Linked DNA regions of Mus musculus: regions 1, 3, 4 and 5 are each linked to region 2. The links are chromatin contacts, called in public HiChIP or PLAC-seq and promoter capture Hi-C maps. All regions are on one chromosome and are shown on one strand. The core of a region is the stretch at or near the end of the contact, and the rest is flanking DNA. Distances in the headings are between cores, read along the strand shown. Region 1 holds the start of Foxf2 (forkhead box F2). Region 2 holds the start of Uqcrfs1 (ubiquinol-cytochrome c reductase, Rieske iron-sulfur polypeptide 1). Region 3 has its middle 54 kb from the start of Gm25186. Region 4 holds the start of Foxc1 (forkhead box C1). Region 5 holds the start of Foxq1 (forkhead box Q1).

Region 1 (2,700 bases), core at 83-2,582, 1.1 Mb after region 2:
GCCCTGGTGTGGTCAGGCCTCCTTCAGCTTGCAACTCGCTTTGCAGCCCCTGTCCGGGGTCAGACTACATTTCCCCGCACGTGTAATCCAATAACTAACTGTCGGGTCTCATTGGAATGATTTCTCCCGAGGGCCATCTCTCTCTGAGCCGACTCTTACTTAGAGGAATAAGCCACAACTGGAGGAGTGTTCTCGAATGGAGGGAGCTGGGCCACGGAACATAGGGAGTGGGGGGGGGGTGCACCGGAAGACAGACGCTGTAAACCCACTGGCAGCTGTGCAGACCTTCCTTGTTGATAATAAATACAACTATCTCCTTACTCAGGGTCTCTCTTGCTCTCTCTCAGCATGAAGTGGAAATGACAAGTCAGTGGAAAATGGAAGCAAATAAAAAACCGAATCCATTCGACTCAAAAGAGTGTCTAAGAGGTGGCCCCAGGTTTCTCCACCCAAACCCCTTGCTCAGCTGACAATCTGTTCATAACTGCCCCGGGCACAGCTCAAGGGCGTCCAGTGTTTGCCCTCTGCTGTGACCTCTCAGAAGCCTGCATGTCCAGCCAGAGAGAGAGAGAGAGAGAGAGAGAGAGAGAGAGAGAGAGAGAGAGAGACCCGGAGTTGGCACGTTACCTTGGGACGTCTGGCACCCTGGCGTGTGGCTGAGGGCAGCACTGCCTAAATGAAGTTGACAGATGGTGTCAGTTCGGGCACTGGGGACCGTGGCTAAGGAAGCTCTTCCAGGGCACAGTCTCCCCAAGACTCAGCCCCCACAGGGTCCGGCGGGGGTGGAGGAGGGGCAGGGTGTGTCCGGGCACGGATCGCTAGGTTGGGGGCACTTCTGGGATAGGATACGGGCTGCTGGAAGGAACAGAGAATGAATTGCTGAAGTTAGGAGTAATCGAGTCTGGCCAAGGTTGGGAGTTCTCCCTGCTGAATGCGGGTGTATCTGCGGCTTTGAAGAGGACAGACTGGGAAAGGGAAAGAGCCCCGAGAGGAATTAGTAGTGCCAGCAGGACCCCGGAGAGTCCGGGAGGCGATAAGAGCAGGAGCCCGCCGCCAGGTCCAGAGGGGGAGGAGTGACGCGAGCCCTGTGCGCCCTCCCCGTGGCGGGCGGCGCGGAGCAAGGAGGGGGCAGGGCGGGGTGGGGTGGAGGGAGGGAGCGAGGGAGGGAGGGAGCGAAGCTGCCGCGGGGAGGGCGCGCCAGGGAGGAAGTCCAAGAGACAGAGAGAAGAGCACTCCTGAAAGAAGACGACGGGCTAGTCCCCGGGGTCCGGGCTGAGGTCTTGGCTCGAGGGCGCAGCTGTCCAGCTCTGGGCAGCGTCGCCTCAGTGGCTTAGGAGACGGTTGCGCAAGGAGCCGGCCGGAGGCTCGGAAGAGGGATGCGCGGGGCGTTGCCTCCGACCCGCCGCCGCCGCCGCCGCCCGAAGCCCCAGAGGAGCTGAGGGAGGCGACGCCGAAGCGCTGGCCCGCAGTGGCCCGGGCTGCAGCGCGGCCGGCGCAGTAGGGCACTCGCCCGATTTGTGGACCGACCCGGCTCCGGCGCCGCCGATCCCGGTCCGGGGTCCGCCCCCCAGGCCCGGCCTCGTTCCCGATTCCCAGATGAGCACCGAGGGCGGGCCTCCGCCACCCCCGCCGCGCCCGCCGCCTGCCCCACTCCGCCGCGCGTGCAGCCCGGCGCCCGGCGCGCTCCAGGCCGCCTTGATGAGCCCGCCACCCGCCGCCACCCTGGAGTCCACTTCGTCGTCGTCATCATCATCCTCTGCCTCCTGTGCCTCGTCCTCTTCTAACTCCGTCAGCGCCTCGGCCGGTGCTTGCAAGAGTGCGGCTAGCAGCGGCGGCGCGGGCGCCGGGAGTGGAGGCACCAAGAAGGCAACCTCGGGGCTGCGGCGGCCGGAGAAGCCTCCTTACTCGTACATCGCGCTCATCGTCATGGCCATCCAGAGCTCGCCCAGCAAGCGCCTGACGCTCAGTGAGATCTACCAGTTCCTACAGGCGCGCTTCCCCTTTTTCCGTGGCGCCTACCAGGGCTGGAAGAACTCCGTGCGCCACAACCTCTCGCTCAACGAGTGCTTCATCAAGCTGCCCAAGGGCCTCGGGAGACCTGGTAAGGGCCACTACTGGACCATCGACCCGGCCAGCGAATTCATGTTTGAGGAGGGTTCGTTCCGCCGCCGGCCGCGCGGCTTCAGGCGGAAGTGCCAGGCTCTCAAACCCATGTACCATCGCGTGGTGAGCGGCTTGGGCTTCGGGGCCTCGCTGCTGCCCCAGGGCTTCGACTTCCAAGCGCCCCCGTCGGCGCCTCTGGGTTGCCACGGTCAAGGCGGTTATGGTGGCCTCGACATGATGCCCGCGGGCTATGATACAGGGGCGGGTGCTCCGGGCCACGCGCATCCACACCACCTCCACCACCACCACGTCCCCCACATGTCGCCCAACCCGGGCTCCACCTATATGGCCAGCTGCCCGGTGCCCGCAGGTCCTGCGGGCGTCGGTGCGGCAGCGGGTGGCGGCGGTGGCGGCGGGGACTATGGGCCGGACAGCAGCAGCAGCCCTGTGCCCTCATCCCCGGCTATGGCAAGCGCCATTGAGTGTCACTCGCCCTACACTAGCCCTGCGGCACATTGGAGCTCGCCTGGCGCTTCACCTTACCTCAAGCAGCCGCCTGCCCTGACGCCAAGCAGTAATCCCGCGGCCTCTGCTGGT
Region 2 (2,700 bases), core at 141-2,640:
AGGATACATAGTGAGACCCTGCCTCAAAGAGAGGCAGGACAGACAGACAGAGAGGCAGGATTAGAATGAATGCAGAGTGAAAAGCTGTCTAAGAAGGCAATTTGGTTGACATGTAGAAAGGTCATAAACTCAACCCCAAGCAGTGCCAAGTAGGTAATACACTGAACAATCATAGTATGTTACTTTGCTTGGTATAGAGGAGAAAGCTATATGGATGCGATCTTCATTCTTTTAAAGTGAATGATATTTCTAAACTCAATGGTCCCTGTGAACTTGAAATCAAGGTTTAATCTACTTGAAAAAGTGAAGAGTCAGTCAACTATCGGAGCAGAAACCAAACGAGCCCAGTGCAGCTTCCCACATTTCAGGAGACACCAGAAAGCTTTCTAGATTTTTAAGTCACAAGGGAATGTGAAGCAGACTTAGATAAACTAGGAAGAGACCGCACTGCATAGATTCCCACTGTGTGGGTCACTTCACCTCTGTTTTCTGTATTAAAAAAAAAAAAAAGTATCATTTCTGACTGCCTCGCCTTCACGACTAAGTAAGATTATGAAAGCCGTAGAGCCTGGTATCTGAAACCACTGCTGATCCCCTACAGTGGAACTGACAGGGCTGGTTTTGTGTCTATAGGGATGGGGCTGCTAGGGAGTTAAGATGCTGAAAAGCGACTGTACCAGTACACTGACAACTTCCTACATGGTTGTTTCAATTTCTATTTTGAACACTTATCGTCTAAACCGTACCAATGGCTTTACATAGAATTCTCTAGTGTAAGACTCACAACACCCCTACAAAGTTGTGGTAACATCGAGGAAACTTGCCCAAGGTCAAATTCCTGTAACTAACAGTATCTTAGCCATGATACAGGGAGGCCGATCTTAATCAAGAAAGTCAAGTGAAGCCTGAGGAGGGAACCCAGACTGACGTGCAGACCGGCTCCTGACTCCTGGGGGATGCAGCTACGGGAGCATCCCGTCACCGTGAGCCCGCCTGCTCCGGGGAGCGCTCGGCCTGCCAAGGTAGCCGCGGCCGGCCCACCACATCCCAGCACACCGCCCTCCGCCGCCGCAGGGAACGAGATCGGGGTACTCCGAAGCCGGCTCACCGTTCAGGCCCACCGTGGCCACCAAAGGCCGGGCTGCGGCCTGGCCACTCAGGGACTCGCGGCACAGGAAGGGTCGCTTCACATCCAGAACAGGTGGCTCCGAGGCGGCGGGCACCGCGCCTTGCAGCAGAGGACGCAGCGCGCCCGCCACCCCGCGGGAAGTGGCCGATAGGACGGGCGCGAACGGGCCCGAGCGGGCGGCGACCGACAACATGGCGACAGCTGCTCAAACCACCTCGTCGGTCACAGGGACGACCTTTCGTTCGAACGACGGCCCGAAGAGGAGCGGGAGGCGCAGGGTTTGTGACGTCAGCGCGACGCCGGAAAGGGCGTTTCGCAAGGTTGAGCGAATCGGGAGGGACGCCGCGTTGGGGGCGTGGCTTCGGGCGCAGGTTGGGGCCCGGGCAGGAAAGGGCAGGGCCTGGAGACACTCTGGTGTCTGACTCGGTCGCCCTGCCCCAGGAAAACCGAAGTCGGGAGGGATTTCTTGTGGTCGTGATTGAGATCCTTCATTTAGGGCAAAACCTTAAATCGGGGACGACCGAGGCATGAGAAAAAAAAAAACAACAGGCTACTACTACTTCCTAACGCCTATCACCTAGAATAAATACCAACCGCTTTTTGTCTTTTGCCAAGACGATTTTGATCTTCTTACAACAAAAGAGCCAGAAACCTATATGCAAGGTTTGACAAAAACAAAACAAAACAAAACAAAACAAAACGGTGGCTTACGATTATTCATGATCTACTACGCTTTTGATTTGGTAGTTTCCTTCGTTGTTCATTTGTAATTATGATCTTGATGAAATAACACTATTGATACCAGCATTTTACCAGTGAAGGACCTGGTCCTTAGACCCTTTGCTCTGCATAGATTGCCAGGAAGCAGTGGAGTATTGTAGACCCCTGAGGGGTTTTTGTTTGTTTGTTTGTTTGTTTGTTTCTGAACAAGTGGGGTTTCCCAAGTGATGTTCAGCAGTACAAAAGGGAGGGACTCTTACTCTCCTTCACATAGTGAGAAAACTGCCAACTTTCTAACTTCTCTTTCAGTTCTGACTACACCACTAACAAAGTCTCTGTGAGGTGCTAATAAACGTTAATCCCTCTTACACTTGAAAATCTCCACTTTTCCAAGTAGAACAAACCTTGATTTCAAGTTCACACAGACAATTGAGTTTAGAGATGGCATTCACTTTCAAAGAATGAAGTTCTCATCCATACAACTTTCTCTATACCAAATACTTCGTTTATTCTTTTAGGGTTTAAAAAGAAAAAACAGTAAAAAAAAAAAACTAAGAATTTAAGCACTGCACACTCTGGCATGATTGTGATATGATGCTTGTATAATACATGGACTCTAGGACCTTGGCTGGTTTCTAAACCTTTGGAATTGTAAAACAATGTAGTTGTGTTGTTTTAAGACACTATGTTTGTTATAGCAGCAATGTAAAACAACACCCAGGAGATCCGGGCCCTCACAGAGGAATGATTGCAGGTGTCCTTAGCCAGGGAGGATACTTGCTGCCTAGTCTGGGTCCTTTCTTGTCACTGTCACTTCATTCAGTTATGTTCTGAACAGGGACAGGACCTGG
Region 3 (2,700 bases), core at 158-2,657, 1.1 Mb after region 2:
TTGACTAACATTTTATCCTGAATTATTAGCTTACAGGGAGGTGGAAAAATTGGTGTTGTTTTTTTTTTCCTTTTAGTGTTCTCTTAATTTGTGGCCTGAGAATCCTCAACCATCCTCAGAAACATTTCACTATAAGATGGCATTGGATATTTATCAGTTTTATCATCCATGATTCATTTCCCTCATCTTTGTGTTTAATTTCTATTTTTTAAGAACAGCTGTGCTTCAAGTATATTTTACATATTTTACACATATTTTACATATTTACACATATGGGTAAAATATACACAGTATATTTTACACATATCTACCCTTTCCGTTTACTGCAAGCTCATCCGGTGTCCAACCAAAAGAAATATTCCTCAGGAGGGTGATGGATATTCAGGAATGCATAAGGGCATCATCTGGGAAAGGAGAGTCTTGAGATTTCCAGGCCCAAGTCCCAGATAAAGACCTTGGACCTCACCACCCCCCTTCTGAGCAGGTTACCTCCCATTCTCTTCTATGCATCCTTGTTTTTCCAGAACCAACCCCTTATTCTTAAAGCCTGACTCTTCCTTCCCTAGAGGACTGATTTATTTAATCAAGACTTTCCCCCTTGTCCATAGTGTTTGGACCAACTCAATGATGAATGACAAGGAGCTCTTCCTAAAATGAAACAAGCATCAAAGGACAAGAAAGGAGCGTGATGGTGGAATAAACCTCTTAAAAATGAAAATAGAAGAGTTTATGGTTCCAACTCTATGACGTTCTGCAACAGATGAAACTATGCTGGTGTTAAAGGCTCAGTGGTTGACAGGGGTTCAAGGGTAGGACAGAGGAGTAGGCAGGTCATGGGGGAAATGCTTTGGTGTGACACTATAAATGTAGACATATGTCATTATACATTTTGCCCAGACCTATAGAATTTCTTTCCAACAAGAATAAGCCCTAATGTAATCATCTCTGGACTGAGAGACCTGTAGAAGAGTATTAACACACTTTCTGGATTTGTCTGTGAGGCCATATCCAGAAAGGAGTAGATCACGAGGGCTCAGACTTAACATGAATGAATTAATCTGAATACAGTGGCATTCCTGAAAAGCAAGAGGATGTGCTGGTAGCTGAGGAAGGTCTGACTAAACGTGTAAGGAGTGGCAGAATCCTGAATAGATGTGAATTCTTGGCATGGGCATAGCTGTGTCAAAGACCCAGATGTCTCAGACCCATGGAAGCAACAAAGCCTTCCCTAGAGATGAGGCACAGAGGGAGGACAAAGCCTGCCTCTGGGCCAAACATAAATGTTTAGGAACGATTGGGGGCAGTGTATGCAAAAGTTAGCACCTGCAGCTTCTTCCTCCCAGATGACTGTAACCTGAGACTGCTTTCCTACAGAGACCTCCTTAAGGGATTATCTCACGCTCTCTTCTGTTCTGTACTTAAAAAAATGTCCTGAGGTTTCTGCGTATGGTGCAGTTGGTGCTGCACCCTTGGAGTGAGCACGGCCCACCTGATGCCAGCTTTTCTGTCTGTGTGTCTGTCCTTTCTTCATTCCCTCATTGCTCCAGTCTGATTTCCAGGACCCATAAGCTGGGAGCTTGAGGTGAGTGGGATTTTGCTGAAGTGACAGTACTATACAGTCCTCAAAGTAGGGAACACACGGACTATTCATTGATCAGATGAGGGAACACTACAGAGAGAAGTTTAAAAAAAAAAATAGTGTAACAAGAAAGATAAAAATAGGGGCTGGAGAGATGGCTCAGCGGTTAAGAGCACTAACTGCTCTTCCCAAGGTCCTGAGTTCAAATCCCAGCAACCACATGGTGGCTCACAGCCATCCGTAATGAGATCTGACACATCTTCTGGTGTATCTGAAGACAGCTACAGTGTACTTAGATACAATAATAAATAAATCTTTTTTTAAAAAAAGAAAGATAAAAATAAGGGAAAGAGAGTGAGCACAATTGTAAGTGTGAGGTACTTAACTGTCAACAGGGAAATGCTGTTTTGCTTGCTTGTTTATGAAATTGCTGCATTTGACATTAGAATTCCCACTTGGCTCACCAGCAGTTTTAAAATCAGATATGCACTGTAAGCAAACTGCCAAACCCACGGGGAGCCCTATCTCAGAGATGCAAGAGGTTACCTCAAGATAACCCCTCTTGGTCTTACCCACTTGATCCATTCAAAGACCACATTATTACCGTGATGTACTATACCCAGAGAGTACCCAGAGAGGGGACAGGATCCCGAGCATTAAGAAGGTATCAAAGGCTGTGAGGTACCCACTGGTGCCATGCCTTTTGATGGGGGACACAGACTCATGTTTTGTATGATACTCCTGATGATACCAGGCCTCAGAGCTCATGGTCTGCACCCTTAGAGAGATGTCCTTGGTTGTGACCAACATGGTTTTGTAACCCAGAATTGATGTTGATTTAGAAGGACTTTGGGTACCAGACAGAAGAGTCTCCTTAATGCAGCTACACTCTGCACAGTACTGTCACTTCTGCAAAACCTTGATTTTGCACCTTGATTTTGACTTCTGCATGTTGATTAAGATGCAATGGGCCTATTACAAAAACAAAAGCAGGATGTAATAAATTTTGACAAAATATAGAGATATAGTGGAGCCTGCATGTATTGCTGCTAGGGAAATACAATGTTCCAGTCATTATGGAAAAGTACATGGAGATTCCTTAAAAAGTTAAATATACAATA
Region 4 (2,700 bases), core at 71-2,570, 1.3 Mb after region 2:
GAAATCGGAGGAACCGAGGTGAAAAATATTCACAAACACTTTTTCACAGTGTTTCTCTCAAACCCATCTTCTAGCAAACGACCTGGTGCCCACTCTGTCAGATTTTTTTTTTCTGGACCAGTTGCTGAAATACAGGGTTGTTTTTCAGTCAGAGGGAGGCCTATCCTCTCAGATCCTCCAATACCGCCCCCCCACCCCCATCTCTACCCATCCTGTTCTAGTCACCCAGAGGCTGCAGCCTTGAGGTTTAATCACGGAATATCTAGGATCATTCGGGGCTTATCTCTTCAAAATCTTTAAGCCGCCTTGTAGGTGCAATTCTGAACACTTCCTCCAACTCAGACTCTGTGAGACAGCTGCCCTGGAATGGGTAGAGGCTGAGAGTGGCTGGGGGAAGCCTTAAGTTCTTGGGGATATTTACCTGACTCTGCTTCACCACAACTACTAATGTCACCGAGCTCTTTTGAACTTAACTGCCCCTACGAGCCAAAATGTACTGGTCAGGACAGAGGGGCAACGCATGGTTTGTCGAGGAAACTTCTGGAGTCCTCTTAGCCCGAACTCTCTAGCTCTTTTAAGCCCTGGAACGCCTGTGAACCCCGTGCTCCTCAATGTGGCCTACACATTCCATCAGCTTAACACACGTTTGAAGTTCCAAGTTTCTATCCCCTCCGCTTACTGCTAGCAGGGAGTGGGGCGAGGCACCGAAATACCATCTTCTTCCTCACTGGAACCCCGGCGGCTGTAACAGCCTTGGTAACCTAAAGTCGGACTGGAGAACCTGCCTGTGGAGAGCAAATGTGATGTTGGTGTGACCGGTGATAGCAGGGAGAGGGATATTCGGAAAGGAGAGGACAAGGGATGGGCGGAGGGCTGGAAAGGACGGAGAAACTCCCGGCGCTGGAGACAGCACGGTAGAGTAAGGACTGAGGCAGATCCTGTGTGACTCGAGGGCTCCGTGGAGGCCTGGGAACAGTGGACGCAGGAAGGGTCTCCGGGCCGGTGAGGACTCCGAAAGTCCGCAGACCGGGAGAACCGCAGAGTCTGGGAGTGAGTGGGTGGGTGCGGTGGGAGGACCGAGCGCGGGCTGCGGGCAGGGGCGCGGGCGCCGGGCCCGGGCAGCCGGCGCGCGTGTGGTCAGCCCCGCGGTCCTCCAGCCGCCAGGAGCGGGCCGGCAGAGCTCGGCCGCTGGCTCATTCACAGGCGTCTCTCGCCTCCCATTGGCTGCCGCCTCCGTAGTGGGGCGGGGCTCCCCTGCCCGGAAAAAAATGTAACTGCGTAAAAAAGTCCTCGCCTGGGTGACGGATGCTCAAAAGTTCAGAAGTTTTCCCAATGCTTCCTTAAGCGGCCGGCGCAAGAGACTGAGAAAAGGTGACGCGGGGGCCCGGGAAGGCGGCCGGCGCGCTGCCCCCGCCCCTGGTTATTTGGCCGCCTTAGCCAGCAGCCCCGAGCAGTGTCTCCTGGAAGGCGCAGGCAGTGGCGAGCAGGGCGCCTTATTTTTTTTATTTGTTTTTGTTTTTTTTTTTTTTTAATTTTTTTTTAACTTTTGTCTCTTTTTTTGCCCCGACTGCGCCTGGAAGTTGATCCGAACGTTCCTCCGAGGCGGCTTGCAGCGTCCTGGTCTGGCCCTCTCCGGGTGCAGCGACCCTCCCTCGCCGCCCGCGCGGGAACTGAGTGGGCTGCGAGGCGCCAGGCGAGCGCAGGGAGAGGCCGAGCGGCCCAGGGCGCAAGGAGGCGGCCGCGGCCGGGACAGACGCAGCGCGGAGGGGCCCGCGGTAGCTCGGCGCGGCCCGGACTCGGACTCGGCGGCCGGTGCGGCGCGGCCCGGCCCGAGCGAGGGTGGGGGGCGGCGGGCTGCGCCTGGCGGCGGCGAGCCGGGGCCATGCAGGCGCGCTACTCGGTGTCCAGCCCCAACTCCCTGGGAGTGGTGCCCTACCTCGGCGGCGAGCAGAGCTACTATCGCGCTGCCGCGGCGGCGGCCGGGGGCGGCTACACCGCCATGCCGGCCCCTATGAGCGTGTACTCGCACCCTGCTCACGCCGAGCAGTACCCGGGCAGCATGGCGCGCGCCTACGGGCCTTATACGCCGCAGCCGCAGCCCAAGGACATGGTGAAGCCGCCCTACAGCTACATCGCTCTTATCACCATGGCCATCCAGAATGCCCCGGACAAGAAGATCACTCTGAATGGCATCTACCAGTTCATCATGGACCGCTTCCCCTTCTATCGGGACAATAAGCAGGGCTGGCAGAACAGCATACGGCACAACCTCTCGCTCAACGAGTGCTTCGTCAAGGTGCCCCGCGACGACAAGAAGCCAGGCAAGGGCAGCTACTGGACGCTCGACCCGGACTCCTACAACATGTTCGAGAACGGCAGCTTCCTGCGGCGGCGGCGGCGCTTCAAGAAGAAGGACGCAGTGAAGGACAAGGAGGAGAAGGGCCGGCTGCACCTCCAAGAACCGCCACCGCCGCAGGCCGGCCGCCAGCCCGCGCCCGCGCCCCCGGAGCAGGCCGAGGGCTCCGCTCCCGGGCCACAGCCGCCGCCCGTGCGCATCCAGGACATCAAGACGGAGAACGGTACGTGTCCCTCGCCTCCCCAGCCCCTGTCCCCGGCTGCCGCCCTAGGCAGCGGCAGCGCCGCCACAGTGCCCAAAATCGAGAGCCCCGACAGCAGCAGCAGCAGCTTGTCGAGCGGGAG
Region 5 (2,700 bases), core at 182-2,681, 1.0 Mb after region 2:
CTGAGTTCAAATAAGGACAACCTTCATTAACAATGTCTTTTATCCCTGGCCAAATCAATGCTTTGTCACCTTGCACTGGGCTAATTCTCATCCCAACGCACTCCCCTGGCCAGGACCTAGGGACCATCCATTTGCGGGCAGGAGCTAAGAGGAACCCCTTGAAAGAGGCTGTTTTTCGAGGCTGGAGGAACGCACCACGTGGTAAACAGTTACTCCCTGCATACTACAAAACATCAGATTCCTGCTGGCTGTCAAGATGCCCACTGCATTCTGAGCGCCTTTACGGCTTCTTGACTTAAGAGAAGAGAAGCTTGTGTATGCTTTCCACACAAATGGTGGAAAGTAATAAAATAAACTTCAAACATGCTCTCCCACATAGTCGCAGCCTCAACATTATTCGCAACAAAAGCAGGAAGAAGGAGGAAGCTGGCGTGGTAGGCATAGGGTCAAAAGTGCACCCTTCCTAGTGCAAGGCCCCTTTCCTTGGAGAACTGACACAGAGTTGTCAGGGAGTCGGAGGAGTTGCAGAAGAGGCCTCCTTTCCTGTTTGACACCCGTGCCACTAAAGCCAAGGCAAGTTCTAGAGCACAGTTGCAGACAAATAGCGATAAACACGCCTTGCCTTTGCCTCATGCCCCAAGGAACACACATCCTCCCGTGATTCTTGTTGATTGCTAGACCCGGGCACTGCATGGCTGTGGGCAAAGCCCACGTCACAAGACTTCGGAAGGGACTCAAGGCAGGCAGAGCCGGGCACCTCTCTTGCAAAGCGGCCTCCCGGTAAAAGTATGGGGCGTTGCCTCCTTCCCCCCAGAGCCTCCAGCCAGGTATGACAAAATAAAAGTGAAAGTCGGAAGCCGGCTAAGAAACAAGAGGCACGATCAACCAAAAAGAATCATAGAATTTCAAGCTCGTGGTTTTTACTTGTTACAAGGGGTAAAGTTGGCCATAGAGAGGAAGTAAGAGGAAGGGCACGAAAGAGGTCAATGCAAAGGCTGTTCCACGGGGTGTCTGCAGTTCAGCGATTCAATTATCACCAGGGATTTCCTTTCCTAAGAATATTGGCTCTCCTTGCCAAAAAAATCCGCAGGCTGCACGCAGCGCGCAGCTCAGGACGGCGGCCAGACCTATGCAACCAGTCCCTCGGCCTAAGCCCTTTTAGGTGTCTCTCTGGAGCGTCCAAAAAGTGTCAGCTCTACCAGGTATAGGAGAGCAATCGTCTTGGTGAGTCCGGGGGGCGCAGAAACCCACTCGGTGGCCGCGGGAAGCCAGAAGCTCCTACCTGCGCAGCGGGGCGGGCGGGGCAGCCGCACAGGCGCGCACACTCGCGCGCACACCCTAGCCGTGCGCTCGCTCCCCATTGGCGAGACCGAAAGGGCGGGGCCGGCCAGACCCAAAACAAACAACCTGCGCCCGCGGAGACTCTGTGGCCGCGCCGCCGCGTGGCCTCGGCCTGATGAACGCCTTGGGGGGAGCCGCGGCCACCTCGGCCACCTAGTTCCCCCACCCCCTGGCCGTGGGCGCCCAGGCCCCGCCCGCGCGGAGCCGCCGCAGGGTTATATTGGGCCGGACCGAAGGTGGAGGCGAGATTCTGCTGCGGCCGGCCAGCGCGGACATGCTGCCCGGGAAGCCGGGGGTGGCAAGGCGGCTGCGGGTGCGGCGGCCTCGAAGACTCCTTTCTATGGGCTCTCGAGGCTGAAGACGTCCTATCCTCAAAAGTAGCGGGTGCGCCAGCAGACGTCAGGTCGGTGCCTGAGACCTAGACATCCAGCGAAGGAACACTTTTGGACGCCCAGACCGATAGCATAAGCGCCGGCTCGGTCCTCCCAGCACGAAATCCTAAGGCTGGTGTGTCCTGGCCCCCGCTTCGCAGGGTGGCCCCTCATTCCTCGCTTGTCTTCCGCTCAAAGTCTCTAAACCTCGGAGTAAGGACAGCACTGCACCAACTTCTATCACTCCACTCCTCACTTCACCCAACAATCAAAACCCCTCCCAAAAAAAATCCCAGCGGAGGAGAACCTTTCGGAAAAGCGTCTCTCTCGGAAAGACGCAGGAGCGGTCCCTCCCAGGAGAAGACAGACTCAGCGGGCCACGGGATCGCCACTCCGGGCGCCACTCGCTTCCTACGACCTCGCAGGAAAGGGGTAACTGTGCCGGACTGGAAGCACCAGCGCCGGCATGAAATTGGAGGTGTTCGTCCCACGCGCAGCCCACGGGGACAAAATGGGCAGCGATCTGGAGGGGGCCGGCAGCAGCGACGTGCCATCTCCACTGTCCGCGGCTGGTGACGACTCCTTAGGCTCAGACGGGGACTGTGCAGCCAACAGCCCGGCGGCGGGCAGCGGCGCCGGGGATCTGGAAGGTGGCGGCGGCGAGAGGAATTCGAGTGGCGGGCCGAGCGCCCAAGACGGTCCGGAGGCAACTGATGACAGCAGAACGCAGGCCTCCGCGGCAGGGCCGTGCGCGGGCGGCGTGGGCGGCGGCGAGGGCGCGCGCAGCAAGCCGTACACGCGGCGGCCCAAGCCCCCATACTCCTACATCGCTCTCATCGCCATGGCCATCCGCGACTCCGCGGGCGGACGCCTGACACTGGCCGAGATCAACGAGTACCTCATGGGCAAGTTCCCCTTTTTCCGGGGCAGCTACACGGGCTGGCGCAACTCCGTGCGCCACAACCTCTCGCTCAACGACTGTTTCGTC

The links. Promoter capture Hi-C pulls out the DNA fragments that hold promoters and counts their contacts. HiChIP or PLAC-seq counts read pairs in DNA pulled down with a chosen protein or histone mark.
Region 1: a contact with region 2 is called in an H3K4me3 HiChIP or PLAC-seq map of pro-B cells, with 15 times the contacts expected there. The contact joins the promoter of Foxf2 here to the promoter of Uqcrfs1 in region 2. A contact is called at or near these places in 13 of 39 promoter capture datasets (the 3T3-L1 cell line, the C10 cell line, the HPC-7 cell line and 8 more), 2 of 15 datasets of contacts at CTCF or cohesin (CD8 T cells and large pre-B cells), 28 of 484 Hi-C or Micro-C datasets (the 63-12 cell line, B cells, the C10 cell line and 17 more), 27 of 115 datasets of contacts at active chromatin or transcription factors (the 230-238 cell line, CD8 T cells, the NIH/3T3 cell line and 18 more) and 4 of 9 other capture datasets (adipose tissue, embryonic stem cells, liver and 1 more).
Region 3: a contact with region 2 is called in a promoter capture Hi-C map of embryonic stem cells. The contact joins the enhancer-like site here to the promoter of Uqcrfs1 in region 2. A contact is called at or near these places in 5 of 39 promoter capture datasets (the 3T3-L1 cell line, the C10 cell line, embryonic stem cells and 1 more) and 2 of 115 datasets of contacts at active chromatin or transcription factors (astrocytes and large pre-B cells).
Region 4: a promoter capture Hi-C map of pre-B cells shows a contact between it and region 2, with 4 times the contacts expected there. The contact joins the promoter of Foxc1 here to the promoter of Uqcrfs1 in region 2. A contact is called at or near these places in 2 of 39 promoter capture datasets (the C10 cell line and pre-B cells) and 1 of 484 Hi-C or Micro-C datasets (pre-B cells).
Region 5: an H3K27ac HiChIP or PLAC-seq map of extraembryonic endoderm stem cells shows a contact between it and region 2, with 5 times the contacts expected there. The contact joins the promoter of Foxq1 here to the promoter of Uqcrfs1 in region 2. A contact is called at or near these places in 6 of 39 promoter capture datasets (embryonic stem cells, hippocampal neurons, liver and 2 more), 1 of 15 datasets of contacts at CTCF or cohesin (large pre-B cells), 7 of 484 Hi-C or Micro-C datasets (B cells, CD8 T cells, Th2 cells and 2 more), 8 of 115 datasets of contacts at active chromatin or transcription factors (embryonic stem cells, extraembryonic endoderm stem cells, large pre-B cells and 2 more) and 2 of 9 other capture datasets (embryonic stem cells and liver).

Annotation. Positions count from the first base shown.
Region 1 is chr13:31,624,484-31,627,183 of GRCm38.p6, forward strand. Foxf2 (forkhead box F2) reads left to right here and starts at 1,333. Exons shown (of 2, transcript NM_010225.2): 1 at 1,333-2,700. The coding sequence starts at 1,597.
Region 2 is chr13:30,543,926-30,546,625 of GRCm38.p6, forward strand. It overlaps Uqcrfs1 (ubiquinol-cytochrome c reductase, Rieske iron-sulfur polypeptide 1), which reads right to left and starts at 1,391. Exons shown (of 2, transcript NM_025710.2): 1 at 1,109-1,391. The coding sequence starts at 1,322.
Region 3 is chr13:31,682,219-31,684,918 of GRCm38.p6, forward strand. No RefSeq gene overlaps it. Among named protein-coding and RNA genes, the nearest start is that of Gm25186, 54 kb to the right of the region's middle. Within about 2 kb of position 1,408, at least 8 of the 459 cell types and tissues checked have an H3K27ac peak or open chromatin away from gene starts, as enhancers often do. A contact at or near this core is called in embryonic stem cells, where this site is marked.
Region 4 is chr13:31,805,326-31,808,025 of GRCm38.p6, forward strand. It overlaps Foxc1 (forkhead box C1), which reads left to right and starts at 1,321. Exons shown (of 1, transcript NM_008592.2): 1 at 1,321-2,700. The coding sequence starts at 1,883.
Region 5 is chr13:31,556,739-31,559,438 of GRCm38.p6, forward strand. Foxq1 (forkhead box Q1) reads left to right here and starts at 1,432. Exons shown (of 1, transcript NM_008239.4): 1 at 1,432-2,700. The coding sequence starts at 2,179.